Linked DNA regions of Mus musculus: region 1 is linked to region 2. Evidence: chromatin contacts called from public Hi-C data. All regions are on one chromosome and are shown on one strand. The core of a region is the stretch at or near the end of the contact, and the rest is flanking DNA. Distances in the headings are between cores, read along the strand shown.

Region 1 (5,521 bases), core at 661-3,160, 130 kb after region 2:
TTAAGAGCACTAACTGCTCTTCCAGAGGTCCTGGGTTCAATTCCCAGCAACCACATGGTGGCTCACAACCATCTGTAGTGGGGATCTGATACCCTCTTCTGATGTGTTTGAAGACCGCAACAGTGTACTCACACACATGAAAGAAAGAAAGAAAGAAAGATAGAAAGAAAGAAAGAAAGAAAGAAAGAAAGAAAGAAAGAAAGAAAGAAAATAAATAAGTCGGGGTATCCAGGCGTGGTGGCGCACACCTTTAATCCCAGTACTTGGGAACCAGAGACAGGTGATCTACAGAGTGCATTCCAGGACATCCAGGGCTACAAAACCCTGTCTAAAAAAAAATACCAGTGAAGATATGGCCTAGGCGATAACGCAAAGGATGGCCTGAGTTTTATCCACAGGACGGTTGGTGGAAGAACCAACTCTTAAGTTGTCCTCTGATTTCCACAACCTACTATAGCATGCATACACACATATACACACTAACAGGTAATTTTAAAAAATATAGAAATAATGGGGCTGGAGAGCTGCTCAGCAGTTAAGAGCACTGGCATTCTTCCATAGGAACCAGGTTTGATTCCCTGCACCCACCCAGTAGCTCACAATATCTCTAACTACAGAGGCTGAGGTCCTCCTCTGGCCTCTCTCAGGCAGCGTGCATGCACATGGGCACACATACATACACGGAGGCAAAATACACCTCTGTGTTTACCTGTGTCTGAACTGTGTCCTTTATAGCCAAAGGGAAGGAAAGAAATTAGAGATCCAAAATCATTTTCTCTGCCCCAGGAGCATACGCCAGCTCTTCCTGGTGCCCAAGCTGAAACTCCAGAGTACTGGACTCCAGAAAGAACTCTTTACATTTTAAATAAGTCGCTGCACACTTCTTAATCCCAGCAGAGGCAGGTGGATGTCTGAGTTCCAGGACAGCCAGGGCTACACAGAGAAACTCTGTCTCGAAAAAAAATGAAAATAAATAGATAAAATAAATGTCTCTAGTCGTTCCTACAAACGACAGCCAAATTTACAAAGTGCGAGTACAACTCCAGGCAAGTTTCCCCCAGTAAACCTTCTTGCCCAGGGCTTGCCCAATACTCCGAAGACCCACTAACTGCGAAAAATCTCCCGCACTCTTCCCTCCTGTGAAAAGGTGGGTTAAAAAAAACTGTCGTCCCAAGCCGGAGCGCCGCTTTCACTATCTACAAACTTCCACCTGCAACCCGAGTTTCCTCCCACCGTAGGCTCGCCACCCGGAGGAGCTCCCTGCCCGATCCGATCCGCCCCGCCCCCTCAGGCCGCGGATCGCAGCAGGACACCCACCGTTCCCGCTCCGGCCACTTTGGGGGAGGGTGTCTCCGTCCCCGAGCCTCCCGAGCCTCCCCACCCCCACAGTGGGAGTGCGCTCGCTTGCTCGCAGCGTCCCCCGAGAGTCCCGGGCACCGGCCCCGCTTCTCCCGGGCCGGCAGGCCGCCCCTCCTCCCGCCGCCTGGCACGGAGCAGCCTCCCCCTCCTTCCGGGAGACCCGCGCGCCGCCGCAGCCCCGACCGAGCCGGCTACCTGGGAGGCACGGCCTGCGCGGAGGAGGAGGCCCTCCGCAGCCCTCCGTTGAGATCCTTTGCCTCCGGCGACGAGGCGGATACCGCCGCGGACCGGGACCCGGGTTCAGCCTCGCTCCAGGCCGCATCCCCGCCGCGGGAAGCGGAGGCTCCAGAGGCAGCGGCACCTTGGCGTGAGGCCTCGGCCGCGGCCTTCTTGGTGTCGCCGAGTGCCGGGGACTTGGGGAAGAAGCTGTACAAGGTGCTTTGTCGGGACATGATGAAGGCTGACGGGCAGACCGGGCCACGGCTCCGAGCGCCTACAAGGATCGCATCCACCGCGCGGCCGCCGCTGGCGGGAAAGTCGGGAGGAGGCGCGTCCTACCCGAGCATCCGTAGCCCAGCGGCCAATCCGAAGGCGTGTCGGCCTGCGCGGTGGGCGGGGCCCCGCCCGCGACGTGCCCTGGCGTAGATGGGCGGGGCGGGGCGGGCCCAGCCCCCAAGCTCGGGTTGGCGGGCCTTGAGACTGAGCCTTTGCAAAGCAGTGGAGCTCGCGGTGGCTACCCGGGCAAGTATGCACCAAGAAGACGGAAGTGGCTTGCGCGGTTGCTGGAACGGCGGGGTGCACCCTGCGAGAAGCCGCGTCGAGCTCGCTGCGGAAACACCTGGCCCTGCGGGCGGTCCTGCGGTTGGACTGAAAGGAGCTGAGAAATTGGTTGTTGCTGTCTGCCACGTACGGTGCGTTCGCAGAGCATTGTACAGAGCGGCACTTGTGAATGCCAAGTGCAAGAACAGCTATCCACAAAACCAGCTACCCACAAAACTTTCCTTGGCCCGTCACTGCCTCAACTAGTTTACGCCTTACTATATGAGATGGGCAGTTAAGGTCCAGTCTTATCTGAGCCCTTTAGCATAAGTGTGCAGAATTTTTTATATTTTAGAAACTGAGATTGCTAAGGTAATGTTGAGCGTCAACGCTTGGGCCCTAGCAACCCTAACGAGCTAAACTCCCACTCATCCTCAGTAGTCGAATAATAGAGAAAATAGCAAAAAAACAGATTTTTTTTTCAAAGGGCCACATTAGGAAGATAAAGTTCAGCCCCCCCCCCCCGGAAGTTCATCTTTGGGGGTACTGACGTGAAGTTTTGGTTTAAACCGGGCGACGGGAACCAGAATGGTCTTGTAAGAGGTGGTCTGACCCACCATAATCTCTGCTCCAGACTGTCCTACATGGGGATTCAACGAGCTTCAGATACTTGAGAAATCTCTTTCCAGAAACCAAGTTCTTCCTCTACACTAACTCGAAGCTTTGTCTTACCCCTTCCCACCAAAAAATTCCTGGAGAAATTCCAATTCTTTGGAGTCCATTATTTCAATTGCCTGATAGCCAAAGGGAGCCAAGTGTTTCTCCTCAGAATGTCTTCCTGCCAGGTTGATTACAGGGCGTTTTCGAAAATTGGAGCTCCTATTCAAATTCAAGAAATTGGAGCTGAGCGCGAAGGTGTGTGCCTTTAACCCCATTGTTCCAGGCAGAAGCAGGTGGATCTCTGAGGTCAAGGACAACCCTGGCTACAGTTACAAGACTTGCCAGGGTTTGTTACACGGAGAAACCCTGTCACAAAAAAAAAAAAAAAAAAAAAAAACCAAAACAAAAAAAACAACTAAATCAAGAAGGAGAGAGAGAGAAATTGGGAGACTTAATTCAGCTCTAAGTAAGAATGGACTTAGCTCTGGCTAGCAATACCTTCACTTTGGTAAAAGGGTAAAAAGATTTGCTTTGTTGGACAAAACCAGCTCAGCCTGTAAAGGTGCTTTGGAGTCCAGCTAGAGACCTGAATTCTATCACTAGAATCACACTGTGAAGGATTGCTGCAAATTATCCTCTGACCTCTATACTCAGGCTCCATAGGCTTGGGGTGGGCACGGTCACGTGCACACGTGTATACGTGTGTATGTGTGTGTGTGTGTGTGTGTGTGTACACATACACACACCAGCCTAAAAACAAAAGAAACTTGGTATGGTAGGCCACACCCTTGATCTCAGCACTTAGGAGACAGGGGATCTCTGTGAAGTTTGAGGCTGTTAAGAGATGTCCCAGAGAAACTACCAAGCTAGACCACTTTGTAGACAGAAAGATTCCTTTAGAATCAAACTGCTAAGGCCAGTCTCTTGGGACAGAGATAGGAGCAGCCTGTTGGGAAAACAAGCAGACTTTGTGACGGGGTGGAGGTGGGGGGAAATCTGAGCTGATAAGATTATTCTGTTTTTCGGATAGGTTAAAGCAGGTGGCATTGCCTGAGGTAGTTGACCTTCCAGGAGGGAACGTTCAGGGAGGTTCTTGGTGAAGAGAAACTACCTTAAAAGATTTGCTCTGCTAATAAACAGAAACCTTTAGGCTTGTTAATCCAGTAAGTCTTTCTGTTTATCCAAAGGCCTTCTGTTTAGGACAGTGTCACCAGCACTCTCCGTGGGAGTGGTGCTTTGAACCTGGTAGAGGCCAGCCCTGTCTACACAATGAGTTCAGGCCAGCCAGGGTTATGCGGTAAGGCTCTATGGCAAAACAAATAAGTAATTAAATTAAATTTTTAAAAAGAGTAAGTGGCTGGGCGGTGGTGGCGCACGCCTTTAATCCCAGCACTTGGGAGGCAGAGGCAGGTGGATTTCTGAGTTTGAGGCCAGCCGGGTCTACAAAGTGAGTTCCAGGACAGCCAGGGCTACACAGAGAAACCCTGTCTCCAAAAACAAAAACAAACAAACAAACAAACAAAAAAAGAGTAAGTGATTTTCTGTGTTTGGGCAGACCTGGTTTTCCTTTGCGTCTTTGCAGTAGATGAGCGACTGCTATCCTCTGATATATCCTTACATTAGGCTTTTACACATGTTCTCAGTTTACCTTATTATTTATTCTTTTTTAATCAGGTTCTTGCTGTTTAACTTAGGCTGACCTCAGAGTTCAGCTCATCCTGCCTTGACCCGTCCAGCAGGTCCAGTTATTCTATTCGAGGGTCTCGAGGGGACCTTCTCCTAAGAACCAAATTGGGGGGGGTTAGAGAGAGATGAGAACCTTGTGTAAAGAACGACACAGAAACGTTCTGAGTAACATCAAGGTTCCACTGTATTAGCCAGGCCCAAGGCTTAAATGCACAAGCAAAAGGGGAAGTGCCTTTCAGCAGGAAGGATGGGGCAGTAGAATTGCACAAGCAAAAGGGGAAGTACAGGTACTTATTAGCGGGAGGGGTGGGGCAATAGAATTGCACAAGCAAAAGGGGAAGTACTTATCAGCGGGAGGGGTGGGGCAATAGAAATTTTTTCTTTTGGCAGCTACACGGGGAAGCAGGAACTTGGTGGTATCAGGGTGTGGTCAGGACATCGGCGATGACTTAGGGCTGGAACATTCTGTGGTTGTTCTCTGAACGGTGTGTCCGTGGCCCGCTTCTGACCCCCTTTTCTTTTCTCTGGGAGAGGCCCAATTCAGAGATCAGGACAATAGTGTTGTCTTAATAGCTCCCAACACTGCCTCAGTTTCCCTAGAGCTAGAGGCCTGTCACAACAGCTGTCTTGAAATGTTCTTACTTTAGAACCAGACTCTGGGGCTGGAAAGGTAGCAGCTTGGCGAGGAAAAGTTCTTGCTGCTCTTACACAGCAGCTCTCCCCTTCACAGCCTAGACAGTGTGAGTCCTAGCTCACTGACTTCCCAGTGCTGTGACAACTCACCTGGGAGGTGAGTTGACATCTAAGAGGTGCCACATCCTGTCTTTGTCCCCTTCCCTGCCTCATGCCTGGGAACCAGCCTAGTTGCTGCTCTTGCTGTGAAGTCTCTCATCCTCAGAGAGCTAACTATAAGATGCTCCATTCTCTGCCAGGGAGGCTGGTGCTCTCCAGAGATCCTGCCATGCAGATTGTCTCTGGTTCAGAGCCTGAGCTCTCCTCCAAGCCCCCACCATGCTATCATCCCTCATTCTGTCTATCCATGAAATTACTCTTCGAA
Region 2 (4,852 bases), core at 1,742-4,241:
AATGAAACATTTCCAAGATTTTATTTTTTTTTAAAGAATTATTTATTTAATGTATGTGAGTACACTGTGGCTGTACAGATGGATGTGAGCCTTCATGTGGTTGCTGGGAATTAAATTTTTAGGACCTCTGCTGGCTCTGGTCAACCCTGCTCCCTCTGGTCGGCCCCACTTGCTCTGGCCCAAAGATTTATTTATTATTATAAATAAGTACACTGTAGCTGACTTCAGATGCACCAGAAGAGGGCATCAGATCTCATTACGGGTGGTTGTGAGTCATCATGTGGTTGCTGGGATTTGAACTCAGGACCTCTGGAAGAGCAGTCAGACTCTTACCCGCTGAGCCATCTCACCAGCCCCAAGATTTTATTTTTAAAACACTTTGTGTGTGTGTGTGTGTGTGAGAGAGAGAGAGAGAGAGAGAGAGAGCTTCATTTACACCAGGCAAGCTTTCTACCACAGAGCTATAGCCCACACCCTGAATTTCTGGTTTAAAAACAGAGAAGTCAGCCAAGCGAGGTGGTCCACACCTTTTCCAGCACTCAGGAGGTGAGGGATGCAGATCTCTGAGTTTGAGGTCAGACTGGTCTATATAATGAGTTCCAGGACAGCCTGGACTACACAGAGATCCTATTTCAAAAAAAACAAAACAAAACAAAACAAAACAAAACAAAGAACAACAATAAAACAGAGAAGCTGAGACCTGGAGAGATGGTCCAGTGGTTAAGAGTACTTGCTGCTCTTGGTGAGAACCTAGCTTAGACTCCCAGGACTCACATGGTGGCTCACAAGTGGCTGTAATTCCAGTACCAAGGGATCCTGTGCCCTCTTCTGGCCTCTGTGGGCACCAGGCATGTACTTGGTGAGCATAACTATAAGCAGGCAAAAACTCAAACAAAAGAGGGGGGTGGGGACAAAAAGAAAAGGATTTATTTACAAAGGCTTTGAAGAGGGAGGGATGCGCCTAGGCTTTAACTACAGCTCATCACTTGCCAATCCCTTCTTCATACTAATAATGACAAGTCTAATAATAATAACTATAACATTTAAAGAGTACTCAATTAATCCTCACAGTGGTTCCCATGAGGTAATTACACATATGTAAGGGTGATTTTGACCATAATTAACAAGTGATAGGAGCAACCAAACAGAACACAAAACAGATGTGTAACTGGCTGAATGGAATCCTGGGCTGGAGAGAAGGCCTGTAATGAAGAGACTTGAGCTTGCTCTCAGCGCCTGATCTGGTGCCTGCATCTCTGGCTCCAGCAGATCTGCACCCTCCAGCCCCCACAGACACCTGCTCTGCTGTGCACACACACCCCCACTAAAGTCTTCATAAAGAAGAAAATCCTCCTAGATCACACAAACGAGACACACAGCAGGGCTGGGATTTTACGTATGCTTCCAACCCCAGAGCCCACATCCTAGACACTCAGCGGCGTATTCTCCCACAGACCAAAGAGATGTTGCTCTCCTCACACGTTTCCACTCCTACCAGCTGTCAAATCACAAGCACACCTGAGCACAAGCAACCTGGTCATACCATTTCCAAAAACACAAGGGGCCACTGTTGTATAGAGAGTGTCCAGTATGCTTGTGCTCACAAGGGAAAATAATTTACATTGGGCCAGAAGGAGGCAGCACATAACCTTTGGCTAGTACGCTTGAGGCTGAGACAGGAAGATGACAAGTTTAAGGCTACCTTGGGTCACATCATATAAGAAACTGTTTCAGAAGAGAAAGTAGAGAGAGAAAGAGAGACAGACAGAGACAGAGACAGAGACAGAGACAGAGACAGAGACAGAGACAGAGACAGAGACAGAGTCAGAGTCAGAGTCAGAGTCAGAGAGAAGTCTTTCAGAAGATGTGAATCCCTTTGGCTCCTTCAGACTTGCTGTTTCTCCTCTGTCCCTACAGTTCACTCTCCCACCTCCCCTTCACCCACCACCACCACCACCACCACTCCTGCCCCCATTCAGGTCTCTGCTCAAAGCCTTCCTAGCCACCATCCAATTAACATATCTGCTCTGCCCTTACTTTCTCTTGTCTTTATTTTTTTTTCTCAACAGTATGTATCATTATTGGATATACGATTCTTTGAGTTTATTTGTTGTTTTCATCCCTAATTAGAATATGCACGCCACAGAACCAAGGCCTCTGGATTATCAGTTGCTGTATCCTCCTTATTTTTTAGATGTATTTATATTTTTATTTGATGTGTCTGTGTAGAGTGTACTACATGTAAGCAGGTCCCCAAGGAGGCCAGAAGAATGACTCAGCTCCCCTGGAGGTGGAGTTACAGGCGGTTGTGAGCTGCCTGACCTGGCTGCTGGACATCGAACCTCGCCTCTCTGGAAGAATAGCAAGCACTCGGAACCACGGAAGCATCTCTCCAGCAGCAGAGCTTTGTGAGTGAATGAATGCCACTCAGTGGATAAAGGTCACAAAGTTCAGTAATAAAAACAGTAGATTAGACTCAGAGGTGGACTGGAGCTCTAGCTCAGCCGCTTACTCTACTGTACAGTCAAGTTAACCGGAAAAGGCTCCAGAGCCGCAGGAAGTCCAGAGACAGTGTAACCAACCGCAGAGCCAAGGGTGAAAGAGAGATGAGCCGATGTGTACCTGGGGACGGATGGTGTGGTCCTCTGGGCCACTGTGGGGCCTTTGAGATTTGTTCTGAGTGAGTGAAGGCAGGAGAAGATTCCAAGCTGCTATGGTGTGGTCTGTTTTAAGTATTGTGAAGACTGGACCAGGGCTAAGGCGGAGCGAGATCAACTGGCTGTTCCTGCAGTTGGCGCGGAAGAGACAGCAGCTCCAGACAGAGCTCTGGCTCAGTGAGCATCAGCGGCGGTGGAGACAGACTGACAGATTCTGGAGAGAGTTTGAAGACAAGAGTTCATCTGTGGTTTAGGTTTGGAACAGAGAGAAACAGCCAATGACTCATTCCACCAGGGAATAGGAGGGAACTGGAGGAGGAGGCAGGGTGGGGAGCAGGTGGTGCAATTAAGTCTGAGAGCTTGTTAGAGGCTGTCCAAGTAGATGCTGTCAACAGATAGCGTAGAAATGGCCGCCCAGCTGCTCACAAGAATCACCTACAGACAGGTTTTGTTTGTCGTGCTGTTGTCCTGTTCTTTTCATGATACTCTGTGTGGAATCAATCCAGGGCCCTGCACTTGCTAGGGTGATTTTTCTATCACTGAGCTATATGTCAAAACAAAAACAAATAAACAAAACAAACAAACAAAAACCCAGCTCTTGGAAAGCAGAGGCAGGAGAATCTCTGAGATGGAAGCCAATGTGTTCCACAGAGAGTTACAGGCTAGCCAGAGCTACACAGTGAGTGCCTGTCAGTAAATAAATAAATAAATCAACAAGGAAGACGGGAACAGGACAGTCTGCACATGGGACAGCACTCCTGTTCTTAACCCCAGCTCAGGAGGCGTTGAGGCCAGCCTGGGCTACATAGCAAGATGCAAGATGCAAGATGCAAGATGCTGACTTAGGAAGAAAAAGTTAACAGTGCATGGGGAACACAAGGGCAACACACACACACATCACACACATATTACAGACATAGACACACACACATCACACACACACACACCACATCATACACATATTCAGACATAGACACACACACATCACACATCTCACACACACCACATCACACACATATTACAGACATAGACACACACACATCACACACACACATGCACACACATCACACACATATTACAGACATAGACACACACACATCACACATCTCACACACAAACACACACACCACATCATACACATATTCAGACATAGACATACATACATCACACACATACACACCACATCACACATACACCACATACACACCACATACAGACATAGACACACACACATCACACACATATACATAGATACACACACACACCACATACAGACATAAACACCACACTACACATACATACACTCACACACACATATACAGACATAGACACACACACACCACACATACAGACATACAGATACAAACACCACACACACTCACACACACTACACACACACACACCAGACACTCACACTCATATGCACACCACATACACTCACTCACTCACTCATACACAACATATACACACTATACATACCCACATTCATACACTCTCACTCACACACTCACACATAGACAACACGTACACATACTATACGTACACACACATACACACACCACACACATCACATACACAATACACACACACCACACATACAACACATAACACACACACACACACACACACAGCAAGAAAACCTAGATCCTAATTTGATCAATTGAATCAGAATTTCTTTGGAGGAGGAGATTTGGAACCATTATTTGTAGCAAAATACTGAGTATTTAGGCTTGGAGAGATGGAGAGAAAATATAAAGGAAATAGAAAGGGGCAGGGAGATGGCTCAGAATTCTAAGAGCAATTCCTGTTTTTCTAGAGGACCCAACTTCAGTTCACAGCACCCACGTTAAGCGGCCCCAGGGGATCTTCCGCCCCCCACAAGTTCCCAAACATACACTCAGACAGACAGACACACATATAAAGAAAAATAAATCTGAATATGGACACAGGCCCCATCCCAACAAAGAAGTTATCTTCAATTTATACCTGCTGCCAAAGGGAAAATCAGTTTTCTCTGATGAGAAATATTAACAATAATTAATTCACTAAGTGTATTGCCTACACTTCAAGGCAAACCCCACGCTGGGAAGTAGTTTGACCAACAGAAAATTAACTCAGTGATATTTTGTCTCACTTCATTTTGCTTTGGCTGGCTGGCTGTTTCATTGGTCTTTTGATCATTTATTTTGATTTCT

Evidence for each region. Hi-C and Micro-C count contacts between places; a contact is called where the count stands out from the background.
Region 1: a contact with region 2 is called in a Hi-C map of B cells, with 1.9 times the contacts expected there. The contact joins the promoter of Msh6 here to the enhancer-like site in region 2. A contact is called at or near these places in 4 of 39 promoter capture datasets (the C10 cell line, pre-B cells and stem cell-derived epiblast-like cells), 10 of 484 Hi-C or Micro-C datasets (B cells, Th1 cells, Th2 cells and 5 more), 11 of 115 datasets of contacts at active chromatin or transcription factors (the 230-238 cell line, CD8 T cells, the SCID.adh cell line and 5 more) and 3 of 9 other capture datasets (adipose tissue, liver and pancreatic islet).

The regions. Positions count from the first base shown.
Region 1 is chr17:87,971,439-87,976,959 of GRCm38.p6, reverse strand. Msh6 (mutS homolog 6) reads right to left here and starts at 1,910. Exons shown (of 10, transcript NM_010830.2): 1 at 1,555-1,910. The coding sequence starts at 1,811.
Region 2 is chr17:88,104,655-88,109,506 of GRCm38.p6, reverse strand. No RefSeq gene overlaps it. Among named protein-coding and RNA genes, the nearest start is that of Gm4832, 18 kb to the left of the region's middle. Within about 2 kb of position 2,991, at least 59 of the 459 cell types and tissues checked have an H3K27ac peak or open chromatin away from gene starts, as enhancers often do. A contact at or near this core is called in the 230-238 cell line, B cells, Th1 cells and 3 more, where this site is marked.